Regions from separate parts of the Rattus norvegicus genome. Here region 2 is linked to region 1. A link is a contact called in public Hi-C data. All regions are on one chromosome and are shown on one strand. The core of a region is the stretch at or near the end of the contact, and the rest is flanking DNA. Distances in the headings are between cores, read along the strand shown. Region 1 has its middle 110 kb from the start of Adamts16. Region 2 holds the start of Ice1 (interactor of little elongation complex ELL subunit 1).

Region 1 (5,960 bases), core at 3,320-5,819:
TCTCAGAAGTCAGAGCACAAAGAAGAAAATGAAGAGGATCAAATTGTTCCTAAGAACAGGGGGGCGGGGGAAAGTACATTTAAAATCAGACTATATGGAGCCAAAACAAATACATCATGTCAATGTGAGGAATGAGGCATTCTTGCTGATAGGAGCATTGTTCTGGAAGTTTGGAGATTGAGTTATTTTAGAAGAAAAGAACTTCCTCCAGTATGGTAGATAAGAAAGCTCAATTTGGACCTGATGTTCCCTCTCTCTACTAAGGAAACATCTTATAGAGCAACACAAGTCATGGTGTAATGAGGGTGAGTTGGCCTCTCAGTGCACAGAGCCAGAGAGTGTAACATATGTGGTTCTATTGAGGAATATCAAGGTCAACCTCACATATCTGCCACAAAAGTAATAATAATAATAATAATAATAATAATAATAATAATAATAATAATAATAAAATGTAGAGGAATTTCACTCTTCAAGATGATCTGCCTGACAAAGCAATGCACTCTGGGAGAGACATGCTCTCCCAGTCTTGCTTTGGGCACCATCATTGCTTGGTTACAAAGTACCAGTAGCCTGTGAGGTAAAGATATATATGTCCAGTTTCTGTACATCATAGAAAACCTCTCCCAGGCTTCTGTAGTCAGTAATATGGAGGCATTGTCCAGTCTTTATATGCCATAGAAAATCTCTCCCAGGCTTCTGTAGTCAGTAACATGCTGACATTCACAAGGCAGAAGAGAGTGAAGTGCCATCTCTGTTGGTTGAAGATTATTAGGTGGAGGAAGGAACTCTCGAGAGAGAACAGAGAAAGAGACCTACAGTGAAGAATGAGGCACAAAGAGCATTCTCCTACACAAAACTTCTCATGGAGGGAGCATCTTTGTGTTTCAGAGACAGGGCCAAGAAAGCAAAGCTCATTAAACTGCCGTTCTCAGTGGGCTTTGCACTCTGAAGCTCATTAAACTCACCAGAGAACCCGAGGGATGCTGGACATTTCGCTGGACTTTCATGAGATAGGAATTCATTTCATCTGCACAGAAAGTTCCTGGAACATGTTTTATCATTGTCTTTGCTATGTCCTAGATGGTGTATAGGTAGAGGGCAGTCACCCAATGAGGGGAAGAGCTAAGGTGACACATGACCAGCAAATACTGAAATTTGTATTCACGTTACAAGAGAATATATTTTAGACATATCCTCTGTAGCAGAAATATCTTTTATTTCCTGTCTTCTGAAGCTGAAACATGTGAGACTTCTCTGATCTGGAGGGGCTGCCCTCCCATAGGTAGAGATGACAGATGTCCTGCCAGGCATCTTCCCAGTGTACTTTCTTCAAGACAAAGTAGCCAATGCAGGGTATATCACAAGCACCTCGTATTCCACTCCTTCTCTCCAAGATAGAATCTGGATCTGCTGAGCGCCTCCTGTGTGGTACAGCATGTCTCTGGTGTATAGACTCTCAGGCAAGCATCCTTCCCATGAGGATCATCTCACTAACTCGAACACAAGCTCTGTGTACCATCAGTGCTGGGCACTCACCCATAGGATGTCTGATGGGTGGGTCCACTCCCTCAGGTATCAGCTTGTTACTTCTGTGGGAAGCTTCTCTTCTCAGGCCTCTATTGCCTTTGCCAACTGCAGAGAGCCTGTGCTCCCGATCCTGCCCTATTTTCACAGAGCTCTGTCCTCTGCAACCACCGTCACCATCCTGAATCCTAAATTTTCTCCCCAGGTCATAGTTCACTCCAAAGAACACTCTTAGAAACTCCAGATAGGCTAGCTTGAGATATTTCAGGAATCTAGTGGCCAGGGACAGATGAAAATCTGGGAAGGGTAAGCCATTCTGTAGGCTTCTGGTGATGAGTCCACCGCACATATAGATTCCCACAGAGTACCAAATTTTAATTATTTCATATATGTGCACACCCCTCTATTCTTCTAAAACTTCCCTCCATTTCTCTCAAATGCATGACCTCATTTTCTTTATTATTGTTACATATACAGACACATGTATGTGTGTATAATCAAATATATAAATACAACTTGATGAGTGCATTTACTGTTGTTTAGAACTGACCCCTTTGGATTATATCACTTATCAAGGGGCTCATCTTTGGGGAAAATGAATTCACTCTTTCTCAGCAGCCACCAATTGGTTGTAGCTCTTCATCTAGGGGTGGGCTTCTGATAGTTCCTTCACCCATGTCAGCATGTCACTGGTATTGTCATTGTGTAGGTGTTGTTTAGGTGGCCATATTGTTGACATTTCATGAGTACACAGTATCCATGCTAGTCTTCACACGTGACTCTGCAGGAGCCTATGCATGACAAATGCCTGTTTGGTCTCTTCAGTAGAGCCAGTTGGAACTTTCCTTCTCATACCAGGCAGCACTGTGGTCTGTTTCCTGCAGCATGTTGAGTGGCCCCTAGGTGTCAGCATTGCACCAACAGGCCAGGTGATCAAGATGCCAGGGGTCTTTAGACTTTGCAGAATGTGTGGCCAATAGGGCAGTCTCTCCAGAGGGACAATCCTAGGCTCCAGGGGCAGAGATAAAAACCATATCACAATGCAAGTCTTCATCTGGGAAGAATTCCTCCTGAGGAGGCAGGCTCTGTAGTGGGAACTGGGGAAGGGAGCTGAGTAGAGATAGGGGATTCAAGGGGGGCATTCAAAAAATCAGAAGTTTAATGTGGAGGAAGCTGAAGAGGAGGAGGGCAATAGAAGGAGGAGGAGGAGGGGGAGGAAAAGTTCAAATAGAGATTGACACTGAGGTTTAGAGAGGAGAGCAGAGAAGGGCGTCATCAGAGGCTTTGACAGTATGAGCTGAACCTGCTTCAGAAGGTCATACAAAACCAACCAGCACCTAGTGTAACTCATACTTGATTGACAAGAAGATAGTATAGCACTGTGACCTGAACATGAGACTGAGCCTGACAGTGTCTGGCTTTATACAAGGTGAATCCCCAACTTCAAAGGGAGCTGTTGTAGAGAACCTTTACCAGTTCCATCAGTGTTTGTGTGTGTGTGTGTGTGTGTGTGTGTGTGGTGTGAGAGAGAGAGAGACAGAGAGACAGACAGAGAGACAGAGACAGACAGAGACAGAGGGACAGAGACAAACAGACAGAGACAGAGACAGAGAGACAGAGACAGACAGAGACAGAGAGAGACAGAGACAAAGAGAGACAGACAGAGAGAGACAGAGACAGAGAGACAGACAGAGACAAAGAGAGACAGAGAGAGAGACTCCCAAATATATAGCCACACTGGCCTTGGAACTGTTAAGATTATCAGCCCAATATTGAAACGTAAGTGCATGATGTCATAGCTTTTAGGGACATTACAAGTCACACACTGAATTTTTAAGAGAAGTGTAGGAGAACGTGATATCACCATGGTGCGCCAACTCAATAAGCCATCGGGGCAGTTACTTCTTTAGTGACAGAGTTTAAAGAGTAAATACTACAGTTATAGATCTGGCAAGGCTCCTACTGGGCCAGCCCTGCATCAGTTCGGCTGCATTGTCTCCAACTCGTGGCACTTGGCAGGGCCACTGTACCCATAAAACAGAGTCTATAAATAATTACTAAATTAAGTTCATACTACATATGGAAATCAATTACTGTTCAAATGCCCAGAGCAGCCATTGATCCAAGCTGCAATTATGGTGCTCCACTCACTGTCTCCAGTCCTATATACAGCCATGGTTGGGCAGAAATTGGAGGGAAGGAATTGCAGGCAGCAGAGTGCTTACTAAGGGGTGTGGACAAGCAACTTTCTCTTGCTGATGTGGCTGGGGTACTGCTGGCTCCCCAAGTGCAGCATCTGTATCTGCTTTAGCTCTTAGGAAACCTGCCTGAGCTCCTAGGTGGGGAGAAGGCATAGCCAGTAGGAGCTTCTGGGGTGCTCTCTCTTTCTCTCTGCTATTTGTTCATTGATTGATTGAATATTGATTGGGTTTAGAGACAGAAAAGTAGAAGAATGAGTCTACTGTATCAGTTTCCTAAATATTTAAATAAAATTTCTTTGGGCCAAAAGCTTAGCCTTTTATTAGCTCAAAGGGTATTTCTATCATAAACACATTGGTTCTATCTTTTGATGGAATTTTAATTGTATTTTCTCCATAAGTACTTTATGTGCAAACCAGAAAATGTACTAGAAGCAATGACATAAAGTTCAAACACAGAGTTCACGGCAGCAGATTGCTCCTGATACTGACAGGTCCGGTTTCTGTCACGCAGGAACCTTGTTAATTTATACTGGGAAAACGTGTTGGCTTTGAGAATGGTCATTCTCTGTAGGCAACAAGGATTCTTCTTGATGCCGTCCTGTCACATATGATTGGAAAACAGAAGAAGACAAGTTCTACCTCAATAAATTTATAGATAAGAAATGATGCTCATGAAGAAGATTGTGATTATATAAATCCCACAGTGTGTGTCGTGGGACTAAAGGAAGACACTCTACACACTATGCTGGCAGTGAGCCTCTACTCGGGAGTGGGCAGCTTCTCTCCCTCTTCAGTGTGTTCACTGTCTATCCTGGGAAAGCCTGCGAGCAAACGACAACTTGCTCCTTTGCTCACAGATAAGATTTACAGGAAAATCATCGACACGAGACAGGGCCTCAGTCCCATTCTCCATGTGTTCCAGGACATGAGACTGACACTGGCCTACATGGGGCATTCGTTAATTACACTGAGGGCCTTGTGACAGGCAGGCAGTGCTGCCTTCAAGCAAGCAGACTGCTTCATTTAACAGGAAGTTACACAGTGGGAATGCACTCCAGAGTCCATCTGCAAGTCTACTGCCTGACATCTGGCTACTTCCTGCAGGTCCGTTTACAAGTTTGGGTGCAGGACTCAGAGAGCATGATGCAGGACACGAATGTTGCAGTATTTTTAGCCTCAGCTCGAGGCATCCCATCACCCCTGACTTCTCTCCCAGCCGCTGCTGGGCAAAGTTTGCAATATTGAAGCCCTCAAATACCAGGGCTCCAACCATTTGATTGAAACCGTTTTGCTTGACAGTAAGAAATGTCTAATTTAAAAAAGAGTTAAGGCGTGTGCTCTGAAGGGAGAGACGGCAGCATCAATGGCATCCTGATACTCCTGGGTGCAAGAGGAAAGAGGTGACATTTATATTACACCTCTTAAAGAGGGGTGAAGAACTCTTGAAGGGGGAACTGGGATGGGGGGTGACATTTGGAATGTAAATAAATAAAACAATAAAAAAGGAGATCTTGTCCCTGGGAGGCTGGGCTGGGGCTGAACCTGGGGGTTGGGGCTGCTGTTTCCTTAGTGACAGTCATGACATCATGCATGCCTTTGTCTTACAGAGCTCAGTATGAGAGTGGGATAGGGCAACCTGGATGCTTGCAGGGCCAGCAATGACATGTCTTCATGTCAAAGATGCCTTCTCTATGCTTTTGCATTGTCTCTAACTACTAGAACATTTTTCCTGGGAGGTGATTTAGATATTTTTTGATTTTTTTCATCTCCCCAAGTAGGATTTGGAGAGATTGTGTTCCACATCATGAGACAGCATCCAGAGGTACTTGGCAGGAAGGTCAGGTCAGCCACAAACCGCTATTGCTGTTGCACTTGGGATGCTCAGAAGCAAGTTCTGCATTCTGCCCTTCCATCAGCACAAGCCAGCAGGAGTTTGAACAACATAGGAGCAAGAAACCTCATCTGACGGCTCAATTAAGATCGACAAGAATCTTAATGCCAGTGAAAGCAACATGAGTTAAAGCAGAATTAGTTTACAAAGGAAGCCAGCAAAGCACTGTGCTATTTTTAAGTCCTTAAACACACATCCTTTGTCACTGAATGAATTGTGTTAGAGTCAAGATTTACATTATTGTGCAAGATTACATGCCATGCACATTATACATGACCCACACATGGGAGAATGCTGGAGGCTTTGTTGGTCCTGTTGTTTTAGGGACTTGTCTCCTCAGA
Region 2 (5,857 bases), core at 337-2,836, 320 kb before region 1:
CTCTTCAGGCCTGGTTCTTACCCACTCAAGCCCCTCCTATTTTTTGCCTGTTTGTTACCAATATGTTACTTCTAATATAACTTTCCTCTTCTCTTTACATATACATTTACATATAAACCAGTAGGATAACAAAAAAAAATTTGAGTGAATAGGCTCAAAACACAAATATGGTCCATTAAAGATGCATGCCATTCAGAACCTTGGAAAGGAAGGGGAGGGTTATAAGATGTCTACACGATGTAGCCTCGCTACAACATGGCTTGGTTCTCCATCTTCTCCATACAAGAGTGCCATATTTCCCATTTCCTATTCCCCAAACGACTAGAATATATGAATCGTCGCAGAGACATTGCACTTTACAATAAAAATCAGGTTTCCACAGATAACTACCTGGTCTGCATCCCTTATCTCACCAACCACAAGGCTTCCTTCCACAGGCTTTGCTCATCCAACACCAAGAAACCGTCCCACCTGTTAAAAACCGATATCCGGAGCTGCTTTTCAACATTCCAACTCCCACTGCCTCAACACCTCACCCAGGACCCTCTTACATTTTCCATCTAAAAGCCTGTCGAGTAGTACTTGTGCACGTTCGTTCATCTTATCCGTGTCCAGTTGGCTTACCAGAAAGTGAACAGTACTTAGAACACCAGGCAGAAAGGGGACGAACTGAACAGGGGCAAGGGCGAGTTCCCTTATGCCACTGACAATAATTGAACGGGACTTTAAGACAGAAAGCTGTGAGAGTCTCCAGAACTGAGCACTGGGGACTACTTCCATTGCATCAGTAAAGCCCAGAACCTATCTGCAATGATTCATTGTTAAGAACAGGGCATGCCACTGTAACAAACTAACCAGACCTACATATCTTCATTGGGACATTTTAATCAGACAACTAACATACTACTTAACAAAAGCTACGCTTGATGGTATATTAATAGATACGTGTAAGCTGAAATGTATCTTCCGAATCTTGAAGTCTAGCAAACCGGGAACGCAACATAAAACCCTTGCCTTCAAGCAACAAATAATTAGGAGTGCGAGGAGGCCTTCATCCCAGAGAGGATGATTCCCTCCGCACTTAGACAGCGTCACCCACCAACCCAATTCGGCCCTGCAAACCCCTGAGTCCCGCAGGCGAGAAGGAGCCCAGAAGAGCACGCTCACTGTCCCCCGCCAGCATCGCAGCAGCTGAACCAATTCTGGGTCTGAGATTAAACAAAGCACCCGCACCCGCACCCGCCCCCAAAACAACGCAAACCGGTCGGCCATGGATCCTCGCACCTGCTGCAGGGAGGCGCAGCCTTGACACCGCGCGAGGTCGGCTGGCCCGGGCGCCGCCGGGTGCGTTTCGCCGGGCATCATGGTGCTGCGGCCCGGCCTGCAGGGCGCGCGCTCAGGGGCCCGCTGCCTCGGCCCTGCTCCGCCGCCCGGGCCACCGCCAGCCTGGCCGCTTCCCGCCGGGCGCGGGCAGGTCCATGCGTGCACTGAGGTCCCCGTCGAGCCGGCCTAAGGCTCGGACCAGCGAAGCAGCTCAGAGCACTGAGGAGCGGCGCAGCCCGGAGGGCCTAAAGCGACGACAGCACACGAGGTCCCCGCCCCACCCGGCCCCGCCCCCATCAGGGCTGTCCGCAGCCCCGCCTGATTAAAAAGCCAACACGCAGCGGGACCGCACAAAGAGCAAATCCCTAGGACACACCCTGGAAGAGCTGAACAAGAGCCAGGTCCTGCCCTCACTAACTGTCTGTGCGCCCCTGTCAGCTGCCTCATTACAGGCCCTGTGTAGACATCTAAATCCCTTTAGCCTCCAAGGGGCGGGGTTTTGTGACGTCATTGTCATGCCTACTGCCAAGGGAGGACCCGAGCCTGGGTCTGCAGAGTGCAAGTTGCAGAGCTGAACTGTTCTCCCAGTAGTCAAGTAGGGAGCGGAAGAAAAACTACAATTCCCGGAATGCCTCGCGGCATCGGGGGCGAACACCCTCCTAGGCCATCCTCCAGGGCTCCGTGCTCTACAGCTAATGTGTGGGGTGTGTCTGCACATAGCACACGGAATAACTTCTTCGAGCGGTTTCCCAACCACGGTCACATTTCTGCTGGAGAGGTGAAAAGGCAAGATCCACATTCAGCCTTAACAGCAACTAGAAATCAGGGCTTGATCTCTGGTGGACCTCCTAACATTGTATCCACTACTCTCAGAAATGTTCTTTGTTGCCATCAGTATCTGTCTACTAGGAAGTTTCTGGCGGTTCCTGGTCTTCTGTTACAAAGTCCCAATCTCTGAAATTTCAACAATACTGTTGCATTTATTAAGAGGGCATCCAGACCTGTCGGTCCTGTGGCGATGATGTCTCGTGATGGAAAGTACACCTCAGACGCCTCGCACACTGTTCCTTTCTTCAAGCTATCTTCTTTGAGGTTGAAAAGACCAAACAGATACTCCAAAACAGCTGAACGTCTTGTCATTGTTGTTCACACCCAAGCAAGACAGGCCCATAACCTGACACACAGTCTGTGTAGACGGCCCAGGTTTCCTCAGAGGCTGGCAACAGAATGTGTAAGACTACAAGCAGAACATTGGGTTGGGGTTGAGGGTCAGAGCCAATCCCTGGTAACTAAAAAGTTAGGCCTGGCTGCCTAACCTCAACAGGCCAACTAAAGGACACAATTTATAGTTAAAAACAGAAAAACATATATCCAAAGTGATCACATTAGAAAGAAAAAGATCCAGTAACTACCTCCACCCTCAGCTGTGACTTCAAGTCCATCTTGAGAGTCATGACACAGGTTTAGGTTTAAGTGAAGAGCAGGAGGCATGTATAAGTAATCATGGTGTCTGTGGCCCTTCCTATCATAAATCCATCATTGTGTTGGCTCTAGTTTCTGTTGAAAGGCAAACTTTGACAAGCTGCCAAAACTTTGAGGAAAGTCTTTGTCTAGATATAGGCTTCTGTTCTGGTTGGTCCTTGGTTTCAACCATTTCCTTCTTCCAACATGGAATTCCTGTGGATACAAGGATCAGTGGTCTCACAGTGGGGTTGGGGCCCAGGACACTAGACTATCTCTCTTTCTTTATCTAGAATCAATCTCTCTCTCTCTCTCTCTCTCTCTCTCTCTCTCTCTTTCTCTCTCTTTCTTTCTGGGACAGTTAGAGAAGGGGAAGTGAGTAGATGCAGGAGAGAACAGTGTGCCTTGTGAAGCAAACCATGTCATCCATTAGGGACCAGGGAAATTGATGTTGACCCTGACAACTGTCCAGTTCTTACTTCTGACCCATACAGATTTATCTTCACAGTAATTTTATTTCCCATCAGGGTGGGTTTATTTTTATGTATTTATTTTTAATGCAAATTGCCTTAGCAGAGAAGAAACCTCCACCCTCTCACTCTAGTATATTCTGGCAAAACTGCAACACTGCATTGCAGGGGCCTGCAAAGCTGTGTTCTGCCGCAGCACACTTCCGGCACTTGTCTCTTTTCTGAAACGCTCTGCCTGCTAACTTAACTGTGTGGAAGTCCCACTGTCCCACTTGGCCTTCCAGGCTCCCCATTTATTCCTGCAATCCTGAGTCAACACCATCTTCCTTTTTTTTTTTTTTTTTGCTTCTTAATTTCAACTAGTTTTTCTTATTTTTATTTGTTAGGGTTTTTTTTTTTTCCAAGACAGGGTTTCTCTGTAGACTTGGTTGTCCTGGAACTTGCTCTGTAGCTAGGCTGGCCTCGACCTGGAGAGAAGATCTGCCTGCTTCTGCCTCCCAAGTGCTGGGAATAAAATGTAGACCACTAGCTAACTAATTTTGCAAATACTACAATTTAAATTGTGTGGTGCCATTTTTTTTAAACCACAAGTGAGCTTTTGACATTCTTTGATGGCTCTATCTATCTCGGAAGACAGATAAATAAAACTTGCTATGGTTCTTTCCCTCCCAAACACATGCGGTAGCTTATTTCCTTTTGCGTGCTAATACGAGAATAGGAATTCACACCCACACCATTAGGTGAGCATTTAGAAGTAGAAACTCAGGCAGACAAGAAGGATTAGGTAAGGTCATCAGTGTGAAGCCCCATGATGGGGTGCAGTAGCTTCAGAAAAGCAGAGGGAGACTGGAGGAGACACACAGGGGCACTCCCTGTCCCTTGCCTTGCAATTCCCTGCCTTGGGGACTCCCCAGAGTTAAGACCACTGCCGGGTGTTCTCTTTCAGCCTTAGGCCACTGCATCAGGGAACCCTAATCAATCTCTTCTTAAAAATCACTCAGTCTGTGGCATTTTGCAACGAGAAACACCAAACAAACTTAGATTTGTTCCAGGTGTGGAGGGGATTGCTAACAGCAAGCACCCAACAACATAGGCATGTCTGAAGTAAGTGATAGATTAAGCAGGAAGAACTTTGGAGGAACAGGAACCTAGGATGTTCCAATGGATCTTCTGGAATGTTCTCGGGGCCTCAGAATATGAGAGTAAGGAACTACTCTCAGGTGAAAAGGAGGAGCCTACTGGGAATTGGGGAAAGGTCGTCCTCACCCTGGTTACAACATCACCCTGGTTACAACATCACAAGCAACTTGGCCAGGGGCTTGTAGAGGACTCAACTGCAAAGTGAGTCACTAGGAGGACGTTCTAGATTTGCTAGAGGAGATTTCAAAGCAAAGCATTTAAGCAGAACCACGACTCATACTGGACTCATACTGACTACTTTCAGTTGGATTTACGGAGAGATTCTCCAGCAAAAGTGGTGGAAAATAGCAAAGCTTCAACCTATTTACATCTCTGCAGAGTGGCAGGAAGAGATTAAGATTAAAGGCGAATTGAGGAAGCACGCGCAGAATAAGCACCCAAATCCAAAGGGAGTGGTCAGGCTACAGAGCTAGTCTGCTCTGTAGACACAGCATCCTGCTGGGATGAGTCCTTTTAGAGAATGCGGCCAGAGAACCCTTGGCTTTACTGCCCAAGGCACCTTGGATTTGTTTTCTTGCATTCAGCAGGCAAAACACCCCACAGAAAAAGCAATGAGTGTTCAGTTGTTGCTGTTTAGGTGAAGAGACTTAGAGAAATACCTAAGATTAGATATGGCCATCACTGTGGTGCCCCTGAGATGATCATTTGTGTCTTTGGAAGGGGTGAGAGGCAGACCAGAGGAAGCATCTGCTTTCCTGATCCTCAGTGCCACACTAACTGCCTTGAGACTCTACAAGAAGGCTGTCGCCTGGGTTTAGGCTTCCAGAACCATAAACGGAGTAAACTTCTGTTTAAATTTTACCCAGTTGTTGTGTTGCATTGGCAACACGAAACAGCCTAAGACCTATCTCAGCCTGCTCTTAGGAAGAAAAGACAGTACTTTAAAAAGAACATCTAGGTAGGGGCATGACATGAGTTCTGATCTCCGGCATCCAAGCCAAAGACACTATGCAGCAGTGGGCATTTAGGAGGAAGAAACTGAAGGAGCTCTTGGCAATGCTGGTAGGTATTCTAGTAGGATCTAGAAACTTCAGATCCTGTGTGAGACTCAAAAGTGAAGCTGGAGAAAATGGAAGAAAGACCTAAGGTCAAATTCTGTCCTCTACACATGAGCACACTTGCAGATGCTCTTTCTCCCCACGGGCACACAGATACATGCCCAAATACACACAGGCAGAGACAGACAGACAGACAAAGAGAGAGAGACAAATAGAGACAGAGGCCAGAAAGAGGAGAAAAGGAGAAAAGGAAAGAGAGGGAGAAGGAGAGGGAGAGGGGGAGGGGGAGGGGAAGGGAGAGGGGAGAGAGAGAGAGAGAGAGAGAGAGAGAGAGAGAGAGAGAGAGAGAGAGAGACTATTTCCTCTTAGACTTTCAAGAACTGTGGTCCTTTGTCCATGCCCTCA

The links. A called contact is a pair of places that touch in the nucleus more often than the background predicts.
Region 2: a Hi-C map of liver shows a contact between it and region 1, with 2.5 times the contacts expected there. The contact joins the promoter of Ice1 here to the enhancer-like site in region 1. A contact is called at or near these places in 2 of 12 Hi-C or Micro-C datasets (frontal cortex and liver).

Annotation. Positions count from the first base shown.
Region 1 is chr1:34,150,645-34,156,604 of GRCr8, reverse strand. No RefSeq gene overlaps it. Among named protein-coding and RNA genes, the nearest start is that of Adamts16, 110 kb to the left of the region's middle. Within about 2 kb of position 4,569, at least 1 of the 93 cell types and tissues checked has an H3K27ac peak or open chromatin away from gene starts, as enhancers often do.
Region 2 is chr1:34,464,568-34,470,424 of GRCr8, reverse strand. Ice1 (interactor of little elongation complex ELL subunit 1) reads right to left here and starts at 1,586. Exons shown (of 19, transcript NM_001427643.1): 1 at 1,285-1,586. The coding sequence starts at 1,365.